Linked DNA regions of Mus musculus: region 2 is linked to region 1. A link is a contact called in public HiCAR-type data. All regions are on one chromosome and are shown on one strand. Each heading gives the region's core, a stretch centred on a gene start, on an enhancer-like site or on the middle of the called end of the contact. The rest is flanking DNA. Distances are from core to core; before and after follow the strand shown. Region 1 has its middle 30 kb from the start of Gm30536. Region 2 has its middle 20 kb from the start of 5031425F14Rik.

The links. HiCAR-type assays count read pairs that join an accessible place to other places.
Region 2: a HiCAR-type map of fibro-adipogenic progenitors shows a contact between it and region 1, with 3 times the contacts expected there. The contact joins two enhancer-like sites. A contact is called at or near these places in 2 of 484 Hi-C or Micro-C datasets (bone marrow-derived macrophages and cerebral cortex), 6 of 115 datasets of contacts at active chromatin or transcription factors (embryonic basal ganglia, embryonic stem cells, fibro-adipogenic progenitors and 2 more) and 3 of 9 other capture datasets (embryonic stem cells, embryonic trunk and liver).

The regions. Positions count from the first base shown.
Region 1 is chr2:166,221,972-166,226,872 of GRCm38.p6, forward strand. No RefSeq gene overlaps it. Among named protein-coding and RNA genes, the nearest start is that of Gm30536, 30 kb to the left of the region's middle. Within about 2 kb of position 3,535, at least 4 of the 459 cell types and tissues checked have an H3K27ac peak or open chromatin away from gene starts, as enhancers often do. A contact at or near this core is called in fibro-adipogenic progenitors, where this site is marked.
Region 2 is chr2:166,424,854-166,429,690 of GRCm38.p6, forward strand. No RefSeq gene overlaps it. Among named protein-coding and RNA genes, the nearest start is that of 5031425F14Rik, 20 kb to the right of the region's middle. RefSeq lists an enhancer at 1,551-3,807. Within about 2 kb of position 2,363, at least 87 of the 459 cell types and tissues checked have an H3K27ac peak or open chromatin away from gene starts, as enhancers often do. A contact at or near this core is called in fibro-adipogenic progenitors, where this site is marked.

The sequences.
Region 1 (4,901 bases), core at 2,285-4,784:
ATCATCTCTCATCCACCTCCAGGACCCTGCCCATGCCCCCACCATGTTCCAGAAGAACAGGATAGAATCCAAAGAGGAAACTCCCTTTAGGATCTACAGGGAGATGAGAAATCATGTCTTGGCAGGTGCCTGGAGGCAGGGAATCCCAGATGCGGAACATGTGGTGGATGATTCTTTTGGCTTTAAAACAAAACAAAACAAAACAAAACAAAACAAAACAAAACAAAACAAGACCGGAGACATCAAGATAAGTCAGTAGGCAGAGATGCTTACCACCAAGCCTGGTGACCCAAGTTTGATCGCTGGCACCCCCATGGTGCAAGGAGAACGCCTGCTCCGGCCCCTCAACGAAACACACACACCCTGTAGCTGTCAGCCTATGTACACTCACAAACACAAAAATAGGTAACAATGTGAAAAAAGAAATAGCAAGCTAGCTGGAGAAGGCTTCACCACATACCTAAAGAACAATGAGATCTCTGCCCAGTGTGTGAAGTCAAATTGGCAACAAAGTGACTAAGTGAAAGCCTTAGAGGACTAGAGCATTAAAAAAATTTAAAAGATAAAACAAACAAACATGCTTGGAGAGGGTTGCTAAGGTTAAGGAAATCATTGTCAAGATGAGAATTACAGGCCCTTAGCTGTGGCAATTCTGCCCCTGGAGTGTGGGGTTATGGGGAAGGCAGTTTACAGACCCAAGTAGGAGGGAGTGGCTTGGGGTTGCAGGGGTTTGTGATGGAGGTCTGTCTGCCCACTCCCAGGCTGCCACTGGGGCTCACACAAAGCACTGGTGTCAGGAGCAGGAGCCTCAGCCTGTGATTCCCGTCTCGTGAGTCTAGCACCTGTGCACCCAGAAGGGGATGCAGAGACAGACTGCAGTTCCTACCAGAGCCATGTTTCCCATTAAAACATCTACCTGCAAGAAGGGCATGGTGGCTCTGTCTTGTTATCTAAACACTCAAAAAGCGGAGGCAGGAGGCTTGCTGTGAGCCTGATGCCAGCTAGGACTATGTGTTGGGATCCTGTTTTAAAAAACAAACAATCCCTCAGCGTCCATTTGGATCACAATCAGTGAAATGTTCGAATTGTGTTGAAGACTGGAATGCGTTCAGAGTGTTAACCTGGGAGCAGCAGGGATTCCCTCCCTGTGTCTGGGTTTCAAGTCCAAAATAATTGATCATGGTGTCTACCATCTGATTCTGGAGAGCTGGTTTGGAGAAGCTCAACAGGAGACAAAGAATGCTTGGTAAAGAAAACAGGGAATGCTGTCTGTCTGTCTGTCTGTCTGTCTGTCGGATCCACATAGTCACAGCCAGGACCAAACTCAAATGTAGTTGTTACTTCATATATGTCTAGCTCGGTGGACAAAACAGAACTGGGTCTCTCAGTAGCTCAGTGGACTGGCTGAGGACACAGTGACTCCAGTAGCCAGAGAAGAGTATGGCTAACCCAATGTGGATTGTTGCGTTGATTCACCTGGCCAGTGTAATATTTTTCAGAACTCTCTCAATATCCCCATTACACATCCACCTCCCTGCCAAATGGAGTATCTTCCCTTTGAAGATTTTCTCAGTGTCTGTGAGGTGACTGGAGCCTGCTCAGTGGGGTTTGAACTTTGAATGCTCTTGCCAAGGAATGTGAACTTATATAGAATCCGCTCACACGCTGAGGCTCATTGGAAATACACTGTACATCCTGACGGTTCTGTTATGAAGATCACAAATCACAATGCACTGGGTGTGTAGGTGGGTACCTGCGAGCTCAGTGCTCACTAGGTGAAGGCAGGAGCATGGAGAGTTGAGACCAACCTCACTGCTTAATAAGATCTTGACTTAAAGGAAAAGGAGGGAAGGGGAGAGGAAGGGAGGGAGGGAGAGAAGAGGAGAAAAGGGGAAGGGAGAGGAGAGGAGAAGAGGGAAGGGGAGAAAGAGGAGGGGAGGGAAGGGAAAGGAAGAAAGGGAGGGAGGAAAGAGGAGAAACGGGGAACGAAGGGGAGAGGAGAGGAAGGAGGGGAAGGGTAGAAAGAGGAGGGGAGGGGAAAAGGAAGGAGAGGGAAGGGGAGGAGAGGGAAAGGAAGAAAATGGGGGGGGTGAGGAGGGAAGGGGAGGGAAGGGAGGGGAGGCCAAGGCAGAAGCAAATGAGAGACAGGTGGGAGGTGAAAGAGGAATCTGCCTGTTGTCCTATTCTGACCTCCACATGTGTGTCCACAGGTGCACACACACTCGTGTGCCGTGCCACATGTATGCATAATATATATCTCCCCACCCACCGACTTTGTTTCTGAAGAATGTTGAGGAGAAAGCCTCTAAAGTCAGCCATTCTGCCAATTTATTCTGAATTTCCTTCGCTCTTTTAGAAGGAGAAAATGAGGGCTTTGGAAATAGCTCAGCTGGAAAAGTGCTAGCCACAGGGGCATGAGGTCCTGTGTTTGGATCTCTCTGTAAAAATCTGGTGAGGGTGCAGACCAAGACAGGCAGCTCTTCAAAACTCACGGACTGCCAGCCTAGCTGCATGGTGTGCTTCAGGTTCAGGGAGAGACTCTGCCTCAAACACCGAGGTGAGAGCAGTCGTAAAGACACTTGATGCTGACCTCCTGACTCTGTATATGAAATCTCATGTATGCACACATACACACCACCAATGCACACATACGTGTGTACACATGAATACACCTCCTTGGCACTGCCTGCTCCCAGAAGTGCCTGGCACATTTGCAAAGCTGTCTGCTCAGAAGCTTACCTTGTGTGGAGGGGAGGATGGACGCCCTAGGGGGTCAGGGGTGGACTCTGACCCCGGCGGATCATTAAGATGATGTCACTAGGATTTGGGAGCAGGAAGTATGACCTGGTCAGAGGAAGAAAGGTGCTCAAAACGGACTTTTGAAGGACATTTCTAGTGTCCCAGTGTCCTATTCCCTGTCCCTCTGCCACATGCTCTAGCCTCCATGGTGTTCTGCCTCACTTTGGGCTCACTGAATCAAGCCAGTCAATCTGAAATTCTGAGCCAGAATAACCCTATAACCCCTTTTTAATGTAACTTGACTTGCTCAGGTGATTTGTTACAGCAACGGAAAGCTATTAACCATTTCCTTACCTGTTGCTCCCAGGTGTGCTCTCTCTCTCCCTCCCCCTTTCTCCCTTTCTCCTTCTCTCCCTCCCCTCTCCTCTCTTTTGCTTTCTTTTTTTGAGACAAGGTTTCTCTGTGTACCTTTGGCTGCCCTGGAACTCACTCTGTAGACCAGGCTGTCTTCGAACTTGATCTCACAGAGATCCACCTGCTCTGCCTCCTGAGTGCTGGAATTAAAGGTGTGCACCAGCACACACACACACATCACATGGCACATTTCAACCACGTGTGAAGTAGAGATGCCAGTGAGAGGCACCCCCAAGACACATCCATTCCCAGCTTCAACATCACCGGGAATCTTGTTTCGTCTTTGTCCATTTGTGTCTTTTCTACTGGATTATCTTGAGGCCAATCCTAGACGTGACATCATTTTATAATACTTCATTACGTGTCTCTAAGAGGTTCCAAGTACAGACAGGATATCAGGATCTTGTCTGGAAATGCTTAGCAACAATCCCCGAGGCATTATCAAACATCTGCTCAGAGCTGGAACTTTTCTGCTGATCTCAAATACACCCCCCACCTCGGGAGTTATGGCTATGATTATTATTTTAAGTAAGACTTCGGGTGAGATCTGGGGCTGGAGGATGCTTCCGACTGAGGTTTGATTGGCAGAAGTTCAGTTTGGACACCTCCTCTTTTAACTACGCTTCTCCTGCTTTAGAGTCCTGCGTCACTGTCAACCTGCCTATCCCGGTCCCAACTGTGCAAACACACCATAGGGGCAGGAATCGCTCCTCAGGTCTGTCTGCATTCTGTCCCCACTATAGGAACAGGGTCTGCCGTAGAGTTTCGAGTAAAGGTGTTTAAAAATATATCTGGTTCTTATCAGGTTCTTGCCGAACTGGTAAATCTTTACATAGGCCTATGCCAGTAGATCGTTTATCAGCCTGTTTTTCATTACTGTAACGAAATACCTGAGGCTGGATCGCTGTAAAGGAAAGAAATGTTTTATTTGATTCACACTTTGGAGGATGAAAACTCAAACAGCACAGCGCTGGCTCTGGTGAGGGCTGCTGGGTAGTGTGGCTAGTGACAGATGGCATCATGGGTGGGGGTGGGGGGACGGGGGATACATTTGAGAGGGAGAGACAGGAAGCCTGAGAGAGGAAGTGAGCTGGTGACAACCTCCCACTAGCTCCACCTCTTAAAGGGGCTAATCACCACATCACATGAGCTCGGTTACATAAACACAGATCTTGTGTCAGACTTGTGACAAATCATGGGTGGCATGTCCCATCAAGCATTTGTTACAATAGGAAAGTGAGGGCTCCACTCTAGCCACCTCAAAACAGTAGAGTTTCACTACTGGAGGCAGGTCGAAGGTCCTGGAGGAGGTTTTCAAGGATTCCCGCTGTGTGGATCAATTCTTGGTAGATCAGCAGGGTCCTTGCTGGGGATAGGCCAAGCAGGTGTGAGGTGGGGATTCTTGCAGGGATGCAGGTCTGGTGAGGCCAGGGTCAAAGTTCAAAGTTCAGGCCTGGTTGCAAAGAAGCCTAGAGGACCTGGCTAAAACTTGGTGAATGAGAGTAGTTGTCCAAGGATGAACTAAATGTTCTTTTGCCCCAGATTAATAGATTTTTCCTCCCCTGTGTGTGTGTGTGTGTGTGAGTGTGTAGGATGTCTTCTGGTGTTTTGCTCTATGTCTTGGTCTTGGTCTATGGTCTTGCTAGCCAGCCAGACCCTGAGATCCTCCTGTCTCCCATGCCCACGGTACTGGGGTGTGAGGCACACTTACAGCCATGTCTGACCTTTTACATGGGAGCTGGGAATTC
Region 2 (4,837 bases), core at 1,113-3,612, 200 kb after region 1:
AAGTACTTGTTACCAAGCAAGAGGATCTGAATTCAGAGGCCTGGAGCCTATGTGAAAGCTGGGCTCCATGGTTCATGTCGATACTCCAAACACTAGAGGCAGAAGGATCCCTGGAGCTAGCTGGCCCTTCTTCTAGCTCCATTGATAAACTCTGGGTTCAAAGAGAGTCTGCCTCAAAAAGCAATGTGGAGAAGCTGAGAAAGATACCTGGCATGACCTCTGGCTTCCACATATGTAAACACGTCTGTGCACGCATCAGGCACACACACATGCACATGCACACACATATACACAGTCAAAAGCTGCAGGGACAGAGGGTGCCCTAGATCTGTTTCCATCTGCCATCTCAAAGCATTGGACATTCTGGTCGTACTGATTTGCCTTCCCATGCACAACTGGGTCCTGACTCTAGGGACCTCTGGGAACTCCACATTTGTGAACAGTTCTGTGGCCTAGATCTCTCCTATGCTGAGCACAGCTGCTTCTCTGGCTGACAACCCACAAGAGCAGTTGTCTGGAGATTTCGCAGTAGAGTGTTCAGTCCAGCGTGTGACCCTGCCCCATTTCAAAACTTGTGGTTCTTTTTGCATTTCATGGTTTCCTTTTCTCTGGAAGAGCTGTTTTCTGGCTAAGACCACTGATCTCCTACACACACACACACACACACACACACACACACACACACACACCTGCTTCTAGATGCTGGATTTCTGCTCAGAGGTGACTATTCGCCTAGCATCTTAGTTGTTACCAACATATGATTTATTGGAAGATCATATGGGTGGGGGTTGAGCCCAGACTTCTCTGGCTCCCTCGTGCCAAGCCACGCTCACTAGTTGCTTCTCATCTCCCCCCCACCCCCAGCTCTGCTGCAGGAGCTGCTGTCTTGGCCCTAAGCAACACTGTACATTGTTGGGGAGCATCCGACCACCACCGGTGACATCAGCTCAGTATGCCTGGTCCCCTTCCTACCTTTAGGGGAAGTGTATGCGTCCTCACCACTCTTGAGACTGGGACAGCAACTATGAGGCTGTTTTTGCCTATGCCCTGTGAGAAGGTCAAGTGCCAGTCAGAAGCCAGCAACCATCTGCCTGACTAGGTGACTTCCTTGAAATGTGTGTCAAGAGGCAGCCTGGTCCCCGACCCGAGTGAACAATGCACCGAATGCCTGTGTCTCAGGGATGGGAACACAGAAGTGATAACGGGGAAGTGTCCATCATGGTCAGTCTTCAGGACTGGGGGAATCTTTTCTGTTTATGTTTCTACAACATAACTCATCCTGGCTAGTACAAAGAGATGTGTCTGGCTATTTGAAGCCTCTGAAGCAAAAACTGCAAAGTCCTACTATGTGCATCTTGCTTTGGCAACCATGGTCTTATTGCTTTTCATACACAGAACCTTAGTCTGTCTCTTGACCCATCCCACAGATGCTTGTAGGCTAGATTCTCTGTGAACTGTCTAGCTTGCATGCTCGGCTCAATGCCTGGTTTCCAACAAGCACTGGAGCTGCTAACAGGCTATGTCCTGATGCCTGCCACTGCCCTTGAGCACCAAGTCTGTGCTCACTGGACTGGTCCTGGTACTCATGGTCTCTGACAGTTCTCAGAAATCCAATTTTCTGCTTTGACCCAGGGTCAGAGACACCGGTCAATAAGCAAGGAGCGTGTTCATCAAAAAATTGCCTTAAATAAGAATGTAAACAGAAAGGTCACTACAAGGGAAATACCACATACAGAGAATGGGGAGCTGAAGAAACAGCTGTTAGTCCAGGAGACTCCGAAAAACAGATTAGGCAGATAGAGGGGCGTGGCCTGGCATCCAGGACCCGCTGATAGACTTAGAGACCCTGAGCATGTGGTATACTCCCCTGCAGACTTAAAAGGCTTGGTGTCTGGTGGGGATCCTTTAAGTCCGAGCCTCTCCACCTATGTGTTGTGATCTCTTTGGGCACTCAGAGTGGGGAAGGGGGTATTGAATGATTCTTTCACAAGGGTTGCCTAAGCCGATTGGAAAAGGCAGATATGTACATTACAATTCACAACAGAAGCAAAATTACAGTTGTAAAGTGGCATCAAAACCTGAGATTAAAGGGTCAAGCATTGGGAAGGTTGAGAACCACTGCTCTAAGTCAACACTGTATCCCAGCTCCATTGCCCACCATGGCTAAGGGCAGCACCACGGACAGTCTCCCTGTGGCCTGGGAGGTTGTATTCACATGCCCGCGGCCTCCGCAGACCCCCAGCACCGGCACTGCCAAGTTTTGAGTAGAGCCAGAGTTTCAGTCATAACTATCTCCGAAGGTCAGCCAGCTCAGCCTGGAAAATTCCTGAGTGACAGCATCACCACATTCCAACACGGCTTCAGTTTCTCCAGCGGTTTCTTTGGGGAAAGCCTAATTGAAACCATGCGAAGCCATACAGGCGCTCTGTCTTAAAGGTGCAGGAAACATGAAGAGAGACACTGGATAATGAATTGACTCTAGGGGGAGGTACATGTATGCTCACTAATGTGAGGGCCAGATTGATGTTGGGTATCTTTCTCCACTTTTTTTTTTCTTTTTGGAAACAGGACTGCTTGCTGAGCCTGGGGCTCACTGATTGGCTAGGCTAACTAGCCAGCAAACTGATGAAGAGGGGTCCCCCTGTTCCTGTGTTGCCACCCCACCCAGGGCCCCCACACCTGAACTATCCGTGGCTTCTGGGAATCTGAACTCAGGTCCTCAGGATGGCACTGCAGACACTGTACTCACTGAGCCATCATCCCAGCCCCTATGATGACTATTCTCTTAGAGCCCGCTATGCTTCAAGTGGTATCCAACCCCCCTTTTCCTTCTCCTGGACAGACGAGTGTCTGCAGTCCTGTTGTTATCCATCCCTTTCCGGCTGAGACACTGAGTACACATTTTAAAGTTTAAGAAACATCGAATAATCGAAAGATCCTGTCCATCAGGAATATTGGTTACACACAACAGGAAACCGGAGTGGATGGCTTTAAATGGAGGGAATTAAGCTTCCATCTCTTAATAGCTTAACGATGTCATCAGAGCCCAACTGTCAGAATTCTGCATCCTTGGCTTCTCTGGGTTTCCTCTCGGGATCATTCCTAGAGCACCTCCTGCTCCCACTGTAGGATGGCAGCTTAACCCAGTGGAAAAAGAGTCTCTGTCTCCCCGAAGCCACAAGTCTCCATGCACCTCACTGGCCCTTTATGTGTCATGGGCCTTTCTCTGTGTCAGTGAGAGGAGCTGAAGGAAAAAGAGCTAGTAGCCTCGGCCACTTGACAAAGGGTTAGTCCAGCCCTCCTGAGAGCAGGAGATGGATCCCAGAGAAACTGGGACGAGGCTGTGGCGCCTTCCGGGTCGGCACCGCAAAGATCATGCATTTGAGGGATGTAAACAGAGGTAAGATGTGGAGAGGTCGTCAGGTACAAAGATGAGACTCCTTACCTAGAAGAGTTCTCGGGTCAGATACTGTGACCTCAGAGAGCCCTCTCAGTGTGAAGACACAGCAGGACACGACAGGACAATGAGACAGAAGATGCTAATGCAAATAACCGGGATGGGAAAATGGATTTTTCTAAACAATGATGTAAAAAGGATGTGGTCACCAAGATCAAGGAGAGTCAATTGCTAGCAACGGTAGCCAGTTCAGGTTCAATAGACAACTACAAACTGATGGCAGGTTCACAGGCTGGGAGGGAAACCTGACGGAGTTCTCCAAAGGAGCAGACCTGAGTCAACTCTGGAGTTCTAGGGTAGGAGCAACAGAAGGCACAGAGGACTGCGCCTTCAAGCACTGTCAGAGTGGGTCTGTCCCTGCATCTAGTTACCCAGCCAGAAGGATAAGATTATTCTTCTTCTTCTTCTGATTCTTCTGATTCTTCTTCTTCTTCTTCTTCTTCTTCTTCTTCTTCTTCTTCTTCTTCTTCTTCTTCTTCTTCTTCTTCTTCTCCTCCTCCTCCTCCTCCTCCTCCTCCTCCTCCTCCTTCTCCTCCTCCTCCTCCTTTTCTTTTCTCTCTCTCTCGCTCTCTCTTTTACATATTTGTGCACTCACTATGTATGCTGTGTATGAAGGTCAAGGGTATTGGGTGTCTTCCTCTATCACACCCCAATTGCTTGGGAGAGTTCTCGTGTCATTTTGTTTTGTTTTGGTTTGGTTTGGTTGGTTTAGATAAGATCCCTCACTGAACCTTGAGCTCACTCTTTCAACTAAACTGGATGGACAATGAGCCTTGGGGACCTCTGCACCCCAGCTCTGGAATTACAGATATACACCATCCTACCTAGAGTTTTTTTAACCTTAATTCCAGAGAGGCAAACTCAGTTCCTCACGTCTGTGTGGGAAGTATTTCCCCACTGAACTGTCCCAAGTCCAGGAGAAGCCATCTTGATTCACAGGTCTACAAAGGAACCACTCAGCTGACAGAAGTTCCCTAAGCCAAGGTCAAGATGCTTTCTCTTAAAATGCAGAGAGGATGTATAAGAGCAACAGGCCATGGTCCCAGCCTTCAAAAACGGATTATGGCTGTAAATCACAACTGACCATTGGCCACCCGGCTCCAGTCAGAGCCTGTAGTCTCCACCTTTTGTTGGGTTGTTTAGAAAGGCCCAGAGAAGCAGGGCCTCCCCCTCATCCTTATATACTCAGGAGCCAGTCTCAGACACACCAGGGCCAGCCTGTATAATCCTCATTAGGCCTCTGTGTGCGACAGTGAAAACCACAGAGCCAGCCTGGAGAGCACACACTGCAGGCAGTGGGACACCATGCAGAGGTTAAAAGAGGCACACACGGAGCTTTAAGTGTCCTTGCGAAATATGGCCTCTTTAGTGCATGCGTAG